Linked DNA regions of Mus musculus: regions 2 and 3 are each linked to region 1. A link is a contact called in public HiChIP or PLAC-seq data. All regions are on one chromosome and are shown on one strand. Each heading gives the region's core, a stretch centred on a gene start, on an enhancer-like site or on the middle of the called end of the contact. The rest is flanking DNA. Distances are from core to core; before and after follow the strand shown. Region 1 holds the start of Fam171b (family with sequence similarity 171, member B). Region 2 holds the start of Selenoh (selenoprotein H). Region 3 holds the start of Ypel4 (yippee like 4).

Region 1 (3,503 bases), core at 721-3,220:
CAGGGAGAGAATGTTTGTAAATCCCTGTTATTTTATTTTATAGGAACATTTTTATATTCTTGACCACAGTCTTTCTCCACCACTGAGCAACCAGCCTGTTGTCTCCACAAAGATGGGAACACTGGGAGGGACAACCTTAAGAATGAGAAGGGCAGGGAGAAGAAAGGCAGCTCAAATGTTCTGCCAGCTTTAAAAAGGTGAAGAGTGCCGTGCAGCCAGATGAGACAGATTATGTGTAGAACTTCCCTCGTGCACTCCAAATACAAAACACTCCAGTTTGTTAAAGCCGAGGCCCTTCAGTGTAGCTTTATCCTTTAATCAGTTCCGACAGCTGATCTTGATAATGTCATAAGCCACCTAAGATCTCAATCAGGCAACTGAGACCTCCAGTCAGACATAGCCTACCTCGTCACCATCAACTTCCATCAACCATCTATCTCTGCTGACTCCAACCTTAAATACCAATTTCCCCTGTCTTTCCTCTTGTTTTTAGGATCATGCATTTTGTCACTTCTCATTTTTTGTTATTTGATTTTGTTTTATCACAAATGTCTCAAATGTGTCCATCTCTCTTCCCTGCCTTCCCTTCTCCAATCTGTCTTTCATGCTGATAGCAAAGTGACCCTCAAAAAAGAAAATTAAAAGCATGGTTGGTAGGTATCTCTCTCCCAATCAACCTCCAGAATGGTCTTTAGTGTAGATTTCTGCTTGCTTATATAGCATCCAAGGTTGCTGCATTTGCCATCTGTGAGATGCCAGAACAGTGCCTCACACAGTAAGCACAAGTGTCTGCTAGTTATTTTTAAACAGTTTAATAGTCTGCACTCACTGTAGAAAAGGATAAGTCCTCTGGTAACTGCTTTCCCAGCTTAAACTTTCCCAATACATTATGCTTTTATGCCTCTCTCTCTCTCTCTCTCTCTCTCTCTCTCTCTCTCTCTCTCACACACACACACACACACACACACACACACACACAAACGCACTTCCAGTTTTTCGACGACTTGGTATCTACTATTTCTGTGTGAATTTTTATTTTGTGCAGACTACCTTCCCCGGTGTCTTTCACAGACTTTACTTAATTTCTTTCAACTCTGTGTAAGCTCTAAATGCCTGTACTGCTTCTTCAGTTGCAACCACCACTGTGGACTATATTTTGCTTATATATTTATTGCCTTGCCCTAACAGGCAGTAAGTATTTGGAACGAAGGGATTCTATTTTACTTATTCTAAGCTCCTGATTAAAACGCACAGAGAACTCCTAGTTTATTATTTGTTAAATAAGACTTTTATTTGTTTGTTTGATTGTTTGTTTGTCTTGAGACAGGGTCTTTCTCTATAGTCCCTGGCTGTCCTAGAACTCCCTATGTAGAACAAAGTTGGTCTCAAATTACTAATACTTGCCTGCCTCTACCTCCTGAGTGCTAAAAATTAAAGGTGTGAGCCACCATATCTAGCAAGACATTAAAAAACAAAACAAATTAAAAAACCCTCCAAACACATGGAAAGTATAGGTTACAAATAGAAAAGGTGTAATTAGGAATAATTTATGATGAAGAAAGAAATTCTCATTTAAGCAGAAAAAAAAAAAAAAAAAGCCTGGAGAATATCAGTTTATCTTGTAAGTGGGCCAAGGGACAGCAGAGACTATTCCGTTAAAGGAACCTGGCTTTTGAACCACAGTTGTCTGATTGCTTTAGAAGGAAATTAATGTGCCACCTTTTTCTACCTCGGTGTCTAGTGGAAGGAATTTTATTCCACTCTACATTTTCCTGCTGCCTCGGTAAAGATTAAGGGCCAGAAACTCTTTCCTGTTAATCTCCGCCTAGCTAAACGCCTGGGCACCAGCATCACCTTGCAGAGCACTTGCTGGGTAGCCACAGGGCCCAGGCCCCCGCTCGCCCCTCCCGGCGGTCACGTGCGCGAGGATGCGAAAGCGGGCTCGCCATCCTCTTGCCGGCCCGCTCCTCCTCCTCCTGCCGAGGCTGTGCACCGCAGACGGCGCGAGGGGGAGCGAGCGAGCGGGCGCGGCCGGGTTCCGCAGCCCTGGCGCCCGCCGCCTCCCGCAGCCCCGCAATATGCCTCCGTGGCTCCCTGGCTCTTCGCCATGGCGAGGCTCTGCCGTCGCGTCCCCTGCGCCCTGCTCCTCGGCCTGGCCGCTGTGCTGCTGAAGGCGCGGCTGGTCCCCGCGGCCGCTAGAGCCGAACTCAGTCGCTCCGACCTCAGCCTCATCCAGCAGCAGCAGCAGCAGCAGCTGCAAGAGCAAAAGCAGCGGGAGGAGGCAGAGGAGGGGAGGCCGGAGGTGCCTGGGGCATCCTCTACTTTGGTGGCTCCAGGTACGTCTCGGTAGCCCAGCCCTGCTTTACTTCTTCTGTGCCAGCGATCGCATCAGGCTTCCCGGGATTCTTAGCTCCTTTCTCGTCTCCGCTTAGCCTATCTTTGCTGGTCTCAATTCCTTCGCGTCTTCCCAGGTTGCCCGTTCGGCCTTTAGCTCTTTGCTCGGGTGGGAAATCTTTCCCGCAGAGCACTGCAGTGGGCTTCAGAAGGGTCGGGGGCTGGGGGTGGGGTGGGGGTGGACGGTAAGGATGGTCAAGATGGGTGCCTGTTTCCACTATTCCACTAATCTTATTTTCCCTCTTCTTTCTACACACACACACACACACACACACACACACACACACACACACACACATACACACACACACACACACACACACACGCTCTCAAATCCCTTTAGCATTCTCTTCTCTATCCTCTCCTAGATACTGAGCAAACCGTCTTGCCATGTACACCCACACAGCGTTTGCACTGTTTCTCCCTGCCTGCTGTATTTAAATTTAGAACCGGGGAAGTGGGGGGGGGGGCGGGATCTCTATTTCTTTATATTTCTCTTCTTACCCCAGGAAAGATCCAAGGCGGCTTGCAAAAACAGGGAAAAAATGCATTTGCTACAATAAGATGAAAGAAAAAAAAATGAAACAGGAGTTTGTAGTTGAAGGAAGGGATGTGGGAGGGAGACAGGTAGCTTGGAGTGGTGTTTGGGTAGCATAACCAGCCCCTCCCCCTGAGGGGAATCTCCTTGTAGTGGAACTTAAATGAGCCATCTCTTGACTCATTCGGTAAAGGGTGATGAGATACGGGTGTAATTTATATGACCATCACAGTCCTCTATTTTCTGTTTCCCTCTCCCTCAGGTAAAGCTCTCCGAAGAGCAAAGAGCTGGGTTATCCGTTTAAATAGCTTTTACCCAGCCCACAATCCACTTAGTTACCTTTTACATTTTAAATTCTGTCTGGGCTTTGGGGGAAAAAAGGGGGGGGCTTTTTAAAAAATGAAAACAAAACACAACAACAACAACAAAACCCCACCAATTTTCTGGGTAGTGGGCTGAGGTTTCACAAACCCTAGATGAGTGAGTGTTATAACACTGATATTTTTGTTTTAAAATCTGCCTAGCAGCATTATAGAAGATGCTAAAAATGAAATTCTGTAGAGTGGAATCA
Region 2 (3,578 bases), core at 814-3,313, 860 kb after region 1:
CCTCTAAGCCCAGCCTATGGGGCTTACTCACTGCCAGTATGGGAAGTCAAGGAAAAGCTGCCACAGAAGCTAGAAAGATGTTACTTCCACGACCACTTCTGAGAAGTAGATTAAAAGTAGTTGCTTTTAAAAAACAGATTTGCTTTGTGGTTTTGGTTTTCATTTGTTTGGCTGGTTTTTTTGTTGTTTTTTTTGCTTTTCGAGACAGGGTTTCTCTGTGTAGCCCTGGCTGTCCTGGAATTCACTCTAGATCAGGCTGGCCTCGAACTAGAGTGCCTGCCTCTGCCTCCCAAGTGCTGAGATTAAAAGCGTGCGCCACCACGCCCAGCTGTGGTTCTGTTTTAAGCAAGGGTCTCTGGTAGGCCAGATTGGCCCAGTCCCCCTGTGAGACTTCAAAGTGCTGAGATTGCAGGTATACACCACCAAACCTAGCAACATTCTTGTTTTATAAGTGTTTCACCATAGGCCTTACAATTTCCAGACACGAGTTACTTTGCACTCTGAAAAATACAGACCAACAGCCCCACAAAGCTGGTTCTACCCATTCTTTAAGACAAAATTTAAACTTGCTCCTTATTCTCAGATACTTGACCTTTTATTAAACAATTGAAACACTTTTACAATGTCTTGCTGGAGGGCTGCCTCACAACTGAACCATCACTTCTGGTGAGGAAGAAACTATGGCTTCAGGTGCATAGCTTAAGTTTGGCCATGCACCATCATAAATGCTTCAACATCTCCAGGGACTGAAAGCTGCAAACAGAGAAGGGAACATCAGAGTAGGGTTCCATCACAAGGACCAGGAGACAAGCCCATCCCCACCTACAACTCTGGAGCTCATTAACTTCACCTTCCATCAGTGATCAGTCAACATGCATGAAACACGGGACAAAAATAAAATCCATGTAACCAAGAAGTGGGGGTACGAGCGGGATGGGTTGAGGCTATCTTATCTCAGATTACTAACAAAACACAGAAAAGCCAGGTAAAGTGAAGTAACAGCAAAGAGGCTGTCAATACAAGGGAGAAAAACCTTAACTACAAGTAAGCCACACTTTATTGAATTTATTGATTTGCAATAGACTCATAGAATTAAAATAACACCAGAGGTGGAAAACTGAATTAGCAAACAAAACTTGCCTGTGCCCTCAGGCTAAGACTTAACTAACTCAAGAGAGTACAAATGGCTCTTAGATTTGTTTGGGGGTCGGGAGTGTTATCAGCAGGAGTTCTACAATTTAGCTCCTCTTCGAAAATCCCAAATCCCATGAAAAATACACCGAAATGGTAAGGAGACGTTCCCTGTCTATCCCAGTGTGCATGCCCTGGTCACGATGCAAACCTCAACATGAGGACTCTTTCCCAACCTCTTTATGAAAGGTACTTCTTCAATTCTTCAACCACCTCTTGAGGCTCAGGAAATTTGAGCTTTCGTGGAGGGCCCTTCTTAATACCAGTCCAGAGTTCAACACCTGGGAAAGGATGGGATAAAGCCAAATTATGGTGGTACTCATTGGTACCCCCTCCCCTCAGTTATCAGGTGGCCGGGAGTCGCTTCTCGCCCCACCCCCACCCACCCCCCATCGCGGCCTCCACTCACGGCTGTTGTCCGAGCGCAGCAGCGTCACCTCGAAGCTGCCCCTCCGCGGTTTGGACGGGTTCACTTGCACAGGTAGCTCTGGGGCCTCCAGTTGCAGAGCCTGGCTCAAGGCAGCAGCATGGCGGCCGTACACGCGTCAGCTCGTACTACAGACACAAGCGATTGCAAATGGGGTCTCTCTGGTCTCAGCCGCCAGAGCCAACTCTTTCCCGCCCTCCTCGACTCCCCAACCCCTCACCAATGCTCAATGACCACGGTCGCGCCCTCCGCCAGTTTCTCGCGCTTGTCCACCGTCTCCATAGGCGCGGCCCCCGCCTTACGCTTTCTTCCGTGGGGGGCCATGGCACGGATTTCGGGGATGGCGCGTTGGTGGAATAAGGGGCGATGCAACTCCGGAGAGACAAACCAGCAGCCGGGAATCACAGATGCAAAGTTCAAATCTCGCAGCAAAGGGAAATGTGCGGGGGTGGGGGGAAGGACACGTGATCTGAAGGCGGGCCCTTCAAGCCCAACTACGCTATCAAAAGGGAGTCGGCGCGGAAATCCGGATCAAACCAACATTGTACAGCACTGAGGGGGTCTGTCTTGGGCGGAGACGGAGGAGTCTTGAAAGCCTCCTTTGGCTGGGGGTTTTCGGTATCTATACCTCCTACCCAAGGATCCCCAGACCAATCTCAGGGAAGTCTACTCCACATTTCCAGGGCGTTTGTACATAGACTACAGAATTCTAATTCGCACCGACATTGTTACTCCACATCTCCATGCGGTGAAACAAAAACGGACCGGTTAAGTGTATTTGAACCCGAGCCATTTACAATCCAGACGCTGTAGCTGGTGCCTATCTTCTCAGACACCCAGGTGAAATCAAGAGGATGGTGAGTTAGGGTTCATTTCTCCAACTGATCAAGGCCCTCATCCACAACCTTAAAAAGGAAGTTGAGGTCTAGAGGTGTTTGGCTTTTAGAGTCCCTGGGTTTGATATTCAATTTTAGGATTAAAAAAACAAACAAACAAACAAAAAAAGCAGTCCCCCGGCAGCTGCCCACTAGTAAAGGAAAAACAGCAAGGCAATCAAAAGAACAGTCCCTTTATTAGGGGAAGCGGTGGGATAGGAGGAGAGAACAGCTGTCCAGCCGTGGGGCTTTCTTCTTCAGGCCCCACCACACAAAGGAACCTCTCAGGTTTATATTGCCCTTCTCAGTTCCCACAACACAGGGTGGCCATTCAATTCTATTTCCAATGATGAAAATCATGGTTGAAGGCTTTTAATTGGGAACAGTGACCTTAAATGATAACACATACAAGCCTTTTATGTGTTCCTCCGTCACGTGTTTGTGCACTACATGCATACAGTGCCAGCCAAGGTCAAGGGCGGATGTTGGAGCCCCTGAGACTAGAGTTACAGGTGGTTTAGCCTCTATGTGCTGCTAGGAATCAAACCTGGGTCCTCTGGAAGAACAGCCAATTCTCTTAGCCACTGAGTCATCTCTCCAACCCCTTAAATTCCTTTCTCTTTACGATTTACTTACTATATATAGTATTCTGCCTGCATGCCAGAAGAGGGCATCAGATCCCATTATGAACCATCATGTGGTTGCTGGGAATTGAACTCAGGATCTCTGGAAAAGCAGCCACCAGTGCTCTTTCTTAATCGATGGGCCATTTCTCCAGCCCCAAACTTAAATTTCTTAATGCACAGATCAAGACAGAAAGGCCTAAAGGAAGAAGGGGTCCTTGAGGAAAAATTCTAAGGGCTTTATACTGACATCTAACATTAGGGTTTAATTTAGTCTATGCTTTGCAAGCTCACTAGGAGGAATAATTAAACCACAGACTGGTAATATCCAAGTGTTGAATAGCAATTTACACATTGACCCAACCTTGGAGGGAAACCATTTCTACCTCTATCGATAAGATCACTCCCTTCGAGAAACAGCTGACCAGGGCAGATGCGCCCTTCATAGTAGAATACTTCATG
Region 3 (3,666 bases), core at 759-3,258, 920 kb after region 1:
TTAAATAAATAAATAAATAAATAAATAGTGGAGCTGGAGAGATGGCTCAGCAGTTAAGACCAAGGCTGCTCTTCCAGATGAGTTCAATTCCCAGCAACCACATGGTGGCTCACAACCATCTGTAATGGAATCTGACGCCCTCTTTGGTGTGTCTGAAGACAGTGACAGTGTACTCATATAAATTAAGTAAATAAAACTGTAAAAAAATTAGCAAGGGAAAATGTAATCCCTCTATAAGACAAACATTTGGCATCATGTCTCTTGAAATATCAAAACTGTAATAGAAAATCCCCTCTGAGCTTGAGTCATGCTCTGAGATGATGATGATGATGATGATGGTTCCCACCTGTATTGGTTCAGAGTTTCTGTTTATCCACTCCTTATCTTACCAGGACACACAGACTGGCCTGGAATTTGCAGTCCTGCCCATCTCATTGCCCCATGTAGAGAATGCTGTTTTGAAATAACACTAATCCTGGGGGTTGGAGAGATGGCTCAGCGGTTAAGAGCACTGACTGCTCTTCCAAAAGTCCTGAGTTCAATTCCCAGCAACCACATGGTGGCTCACAACCATCTGTAATGGGATCTGACACTCTTTTCTGGTGTGTCTGAAGACAGCTACAGTGTACTCGTATACATAAAGTAAACAAATCTTAAAAAAATAAAAATAACACTAACCCATAACAAAATTCAATTTAGAATGCTAATTTTAAAAGTTAAGTACAGGCCAGGCGTGGTGGTGCACGCCTTTAATCCCAGCACTCAGGAGGCAAAGGCAGGCAGATTTCTGAGTTCGAGGCCAGCCTGGTCTACAAAATGAGTTCCAGGACAGCCAGGGCTATACAGAGAAACCCTGTCTCGAACACCACCCCCCCCCAAAAAAAAGTTAAGTACAAAAGGAGGGAACAACCTAAAATTTCATTACTCTTTACTTAGTGCCTATCATATGTCAGGCACTTTGGAAATTTACAAGCTGTCTCACATAGTCACTTCTTCTGGAGGTAAATAGAATTAGCTTCACTGGTCAGAAGAGGAATTGTATAGTGCAGGAGGATTAGTCATTTGCCCAGGGTTCCTGGTGAATAATTGGCAAAGCTAAGATTTCAACACCGGTGTCTTGGATATCAAAGCCAGACACATAGCCCTTGTCTGAAGATGAAAGCAAACAACTATTTTGCAAATATCTTCAGCATGCTGGACTTTGCAATAGACACTGCAGTCTTGGGATGCAGAGTGAAGTTCCCCTGAGGATCTGAAAGTTCACAGCTCTGTTAAGAACCTCATGTCACATAGGTGTCTCCATTGGCAGCACAAACCGTTTGGAGGGAGTTGATAAGAGGTTCCTGGGTTTAAGATGTCATATTTGACCTATGGCTTCTTTGGGGCCATGAAATGGACATTAAAGCTTCCAAGTACTCAGTACTGAACACATTTGAGAGCCTGGTTTGTCAACCATGACAATTAATATATCCTTCTTTACCTTACCCTGCATCAGAGCTGATGTCAGAGTTGAAGTGGAAATGTATCATGTTGAGTGCGAGTGTACTTCCTGGCTCTCTCTAGATCCACCTCACTTCACCATCCTTGCTCCCTCCCTGCCACCCTCACTCCATCCCTGCCCTTCTTCGGGTTCCGTTTCCTTGGTCACACAGCCTTGCTCCTTAACAACCTATTTCTCCTTTTCCTTACCACCTACATCGACACCCCTATGCCAGCCATCTCTCTGCCCCCACTCCCTAACATCACCCCTCTAGCCTGGTCCCTTGATGCCTGCCCCCTCCCTCCCTCTCAACCCGCCTCCTGTGTCTCCCAGCCCTGCTCTGACGTGGGAGGTGAGGGGGGTGGGGGGTTGGATGACTCACAGTGTTATGATGCAGTTCCACAACACACAGCCACATTTACCCACAGACCGAGGTACAGAGCAAGAGGCAACCTCTGCCCCCCAGCAGCTGTCCAGCCTGCAGTCCCAGACCTCAGCCCCTCAACTACCCTCCCCCAATCCCATCCCCTTCCCAATTGAAGGAACCAACAGAGAAGAGAGAAGAGTGAACAGAGAGATTGAAAGAGATAGACGGAGATCTCTGGAGCAGACCTCAAGGTGAGGGGGGCAGCCCTTCTCCAAATCAATTTTTCCCCTTCGCAAATTACCTCTTCCTGCTGTGTGTTGCTTTCTCTCCTTTGCAAAAGCATTATTCATCCACCCTTTGTCCTCCCTTCCCCCTCCCTGCTGCCTCCGCTCCCTCCTCTCTCTCAGCTCCTCCATCCTTCCCCAAGCTCTGACGATTCTCTCGCACTTATTTCCCGGCAACTTTGGCTGCGGCATCAGACATCACTGTTTATTGTTTTTGCTACCGGTGCAGACCCCCAGAGTCAGCCCTGGGAGCTGGCTGCTCTGCTAATTATTCGGACCATACCATACTGAAAATGCCTGGTCCAGGGGGAGGCGAAAACTCAAAGCAATTGAATACATCCGTTGTGAGCACAAGTCCCCCTCCCCTTTTTATTCCCTGAGAGGCACTGGATTCGCACCTGGTTCCACCTGTCTCTGCCTTGTCACTTAGGCTCTCAGTTGCCAGTCTTCCCAGGCACAAGCCCTTCTGCTCCCCCCACCTCCCACAGTCCAGCCTCATCTCAGCTTCAGGGACTCGTCCTCTTCCCAGCACTCACCTTTGTTTTGTTTTCTGACCTCAGTAATTTCCCCGATTTGCTTCACCCCATGACGAGAGAGGGCAGAAATGGGAGAAGTGACCCCAACTCTCCTTTTTATGATTTTTTAATTTAATTTTATTTTTTTGTCCTTTGCAGCTTCTCCTCTGCTGGACAGAGAAGCAGAAAGGGACAGGGAGGGAGGCGTGACAGTGACAGAAGGACAGGGCTAGGGAAGAAGATAGCGGGAGGGGGCAAACCTGGCATCTCCTGGTCCCTTGAAGTAGGTGTTTCAAGGTGGCACCTTGAGGTGAACTACAGGCAAACTTGAAGGAAGATCATGGAAGTGATGCTGAACTGTAGCAAGAAGGGCCAGAATACAATGTCACCCTGAACTAAGCCCAAGGTGTCTTCCTGGGACTCAAGACAACAGTAGAGGACCAAAAACTGAAGATGGTCTCACCCAGGGGGATTTGTGGAGACTGCATGACAGCCCTTCGAGACAGTAGAAGAATCGGGTGCTCATGGCCACCATGGAGGACAGGAGAACAGACTGTTTATGTGGGTAACTGAAGCTGTGCTGCCTCCTCTGCTTGGTGGTCTAGCATCACGAGAGCACTTAGCGGGCATCTCTGAAGGAGACACAGGCCACCCCACCTACAGCTGCAGGATGCTCCACTAGAGAGGCAGAGGCACATCACCTGCTTATCGGAGTTAACAGAAGACACTTCCCTCCTTATCCTCTGCCTGCAGTGCACTCAGCTACTTTGGGACTGGAGTGTGAGCAGATCCCAGCGTCTCAGGATTCTTATCCCCGCAATTATCTCACTGTTGCTGTCCTGGCACTGGCATTTGCTCTAGCTCCTGGGAGGAGAAATGTTTTCTGCCTTGTGCCCTAAAGCCCAGCTTTTAAAAATAAGGTGTCCCCTTACCCTGTTGTCTCCTATTAAGGTTGCTCTCACTCTATAGCACACAGCCCAGAAGCCTGGCTTCTGATGTGCTGCCTACTTTCCACGGGCC

The links. HiChIP or PLAC-seq counts read pairs in DNA pulled down with a chosen protein or histone mark.
Region 2: an H3K4me3 HiChIP or PLAC-seq map of bone marrow-derived macrophages shows a contact between it and region 1, with 5 times the contacts expected there. The contact joins the promoter of Selenoh here to the promoter of Fam171b in region 1. A contact is called at or near these places in 3 of 39 promoter capture datasets (the C10 cell line, hippocampal neurons and neural stem cells), 1 of 484 Hi-C or Micro-C datasets (embryonic stem cells), 5 of 115 datasets of contacts at active chromatin or transcription factors (astrocytes, bone marrow-derived macrophages, large pre-B cells and 1 more) and 2 of 9 other capture datasets (liver and pancreatic islet).
Region 3: a contact with region 1 is called in an H3K27ac HiChIP or PLAC-seq map of microglia, with 8 times the contacts expected there. The contact joins the promoter of Ypel4 here to the promoter of Fam171b in region 1. A contact is called at or near these places in 4 of 39 promoter capture datasets (cranial neural crest, hippocampal neurons, liver and 1 more), 3 of 115 datasets of contacts at active chromatin or transcription factors (embryonic forebrain, fibro-adipogenic progenitors and microglia) and 1 of 9 other capture datasets (liver).

The regions. Positions count from the first base shown.
Region 1 is chr2:83,810,642-83,814,144 of GRCm38.p6, forward strand. Fam171b (family with sequence similarity 171, member B) reads left to right here and starts at 1,971. Exons shown (of 8, transcript NM_175514.3): 1 at 1,971-2,336. The coding sequence starts at 2,108.
Region 2 is chr2:84,668,645-84,672,222 of GRCm38.p6, forward strand. It overlaps Selenoh (selenoprotein H), which reads right to left and starts at 2,064. Exons shown (of 4, transcript NM_001033166.3): 1 at 1,839-2,064; 2 at 1,601-1,746; 3 at 1,343-1,472; 4 at 571-753. The coding sequence starts at 1,942. The coding sequence ends at 1,372. Tmx2 (thioredoxin-related transmembrane protein 2) reads right to left here. Exons shown (of 9, transcript NM_025868.4): 9 at 2,667-3,578. Btbd18 (BTB (POZ) domain containing 18) reads left to right here. Exons shown (of 5, transcript NM_001145100.1): 5 at 1-137.
Region 3 is chr2:84,732,196-84,735,861 of GRCm38.p6, forward strand. It overlaps Ypel4 (yippee like 4), which reads left to right and starts at 2,009. Exons shown (of 5, transcript NM_001005342.2): 1 at 2,009-2,098.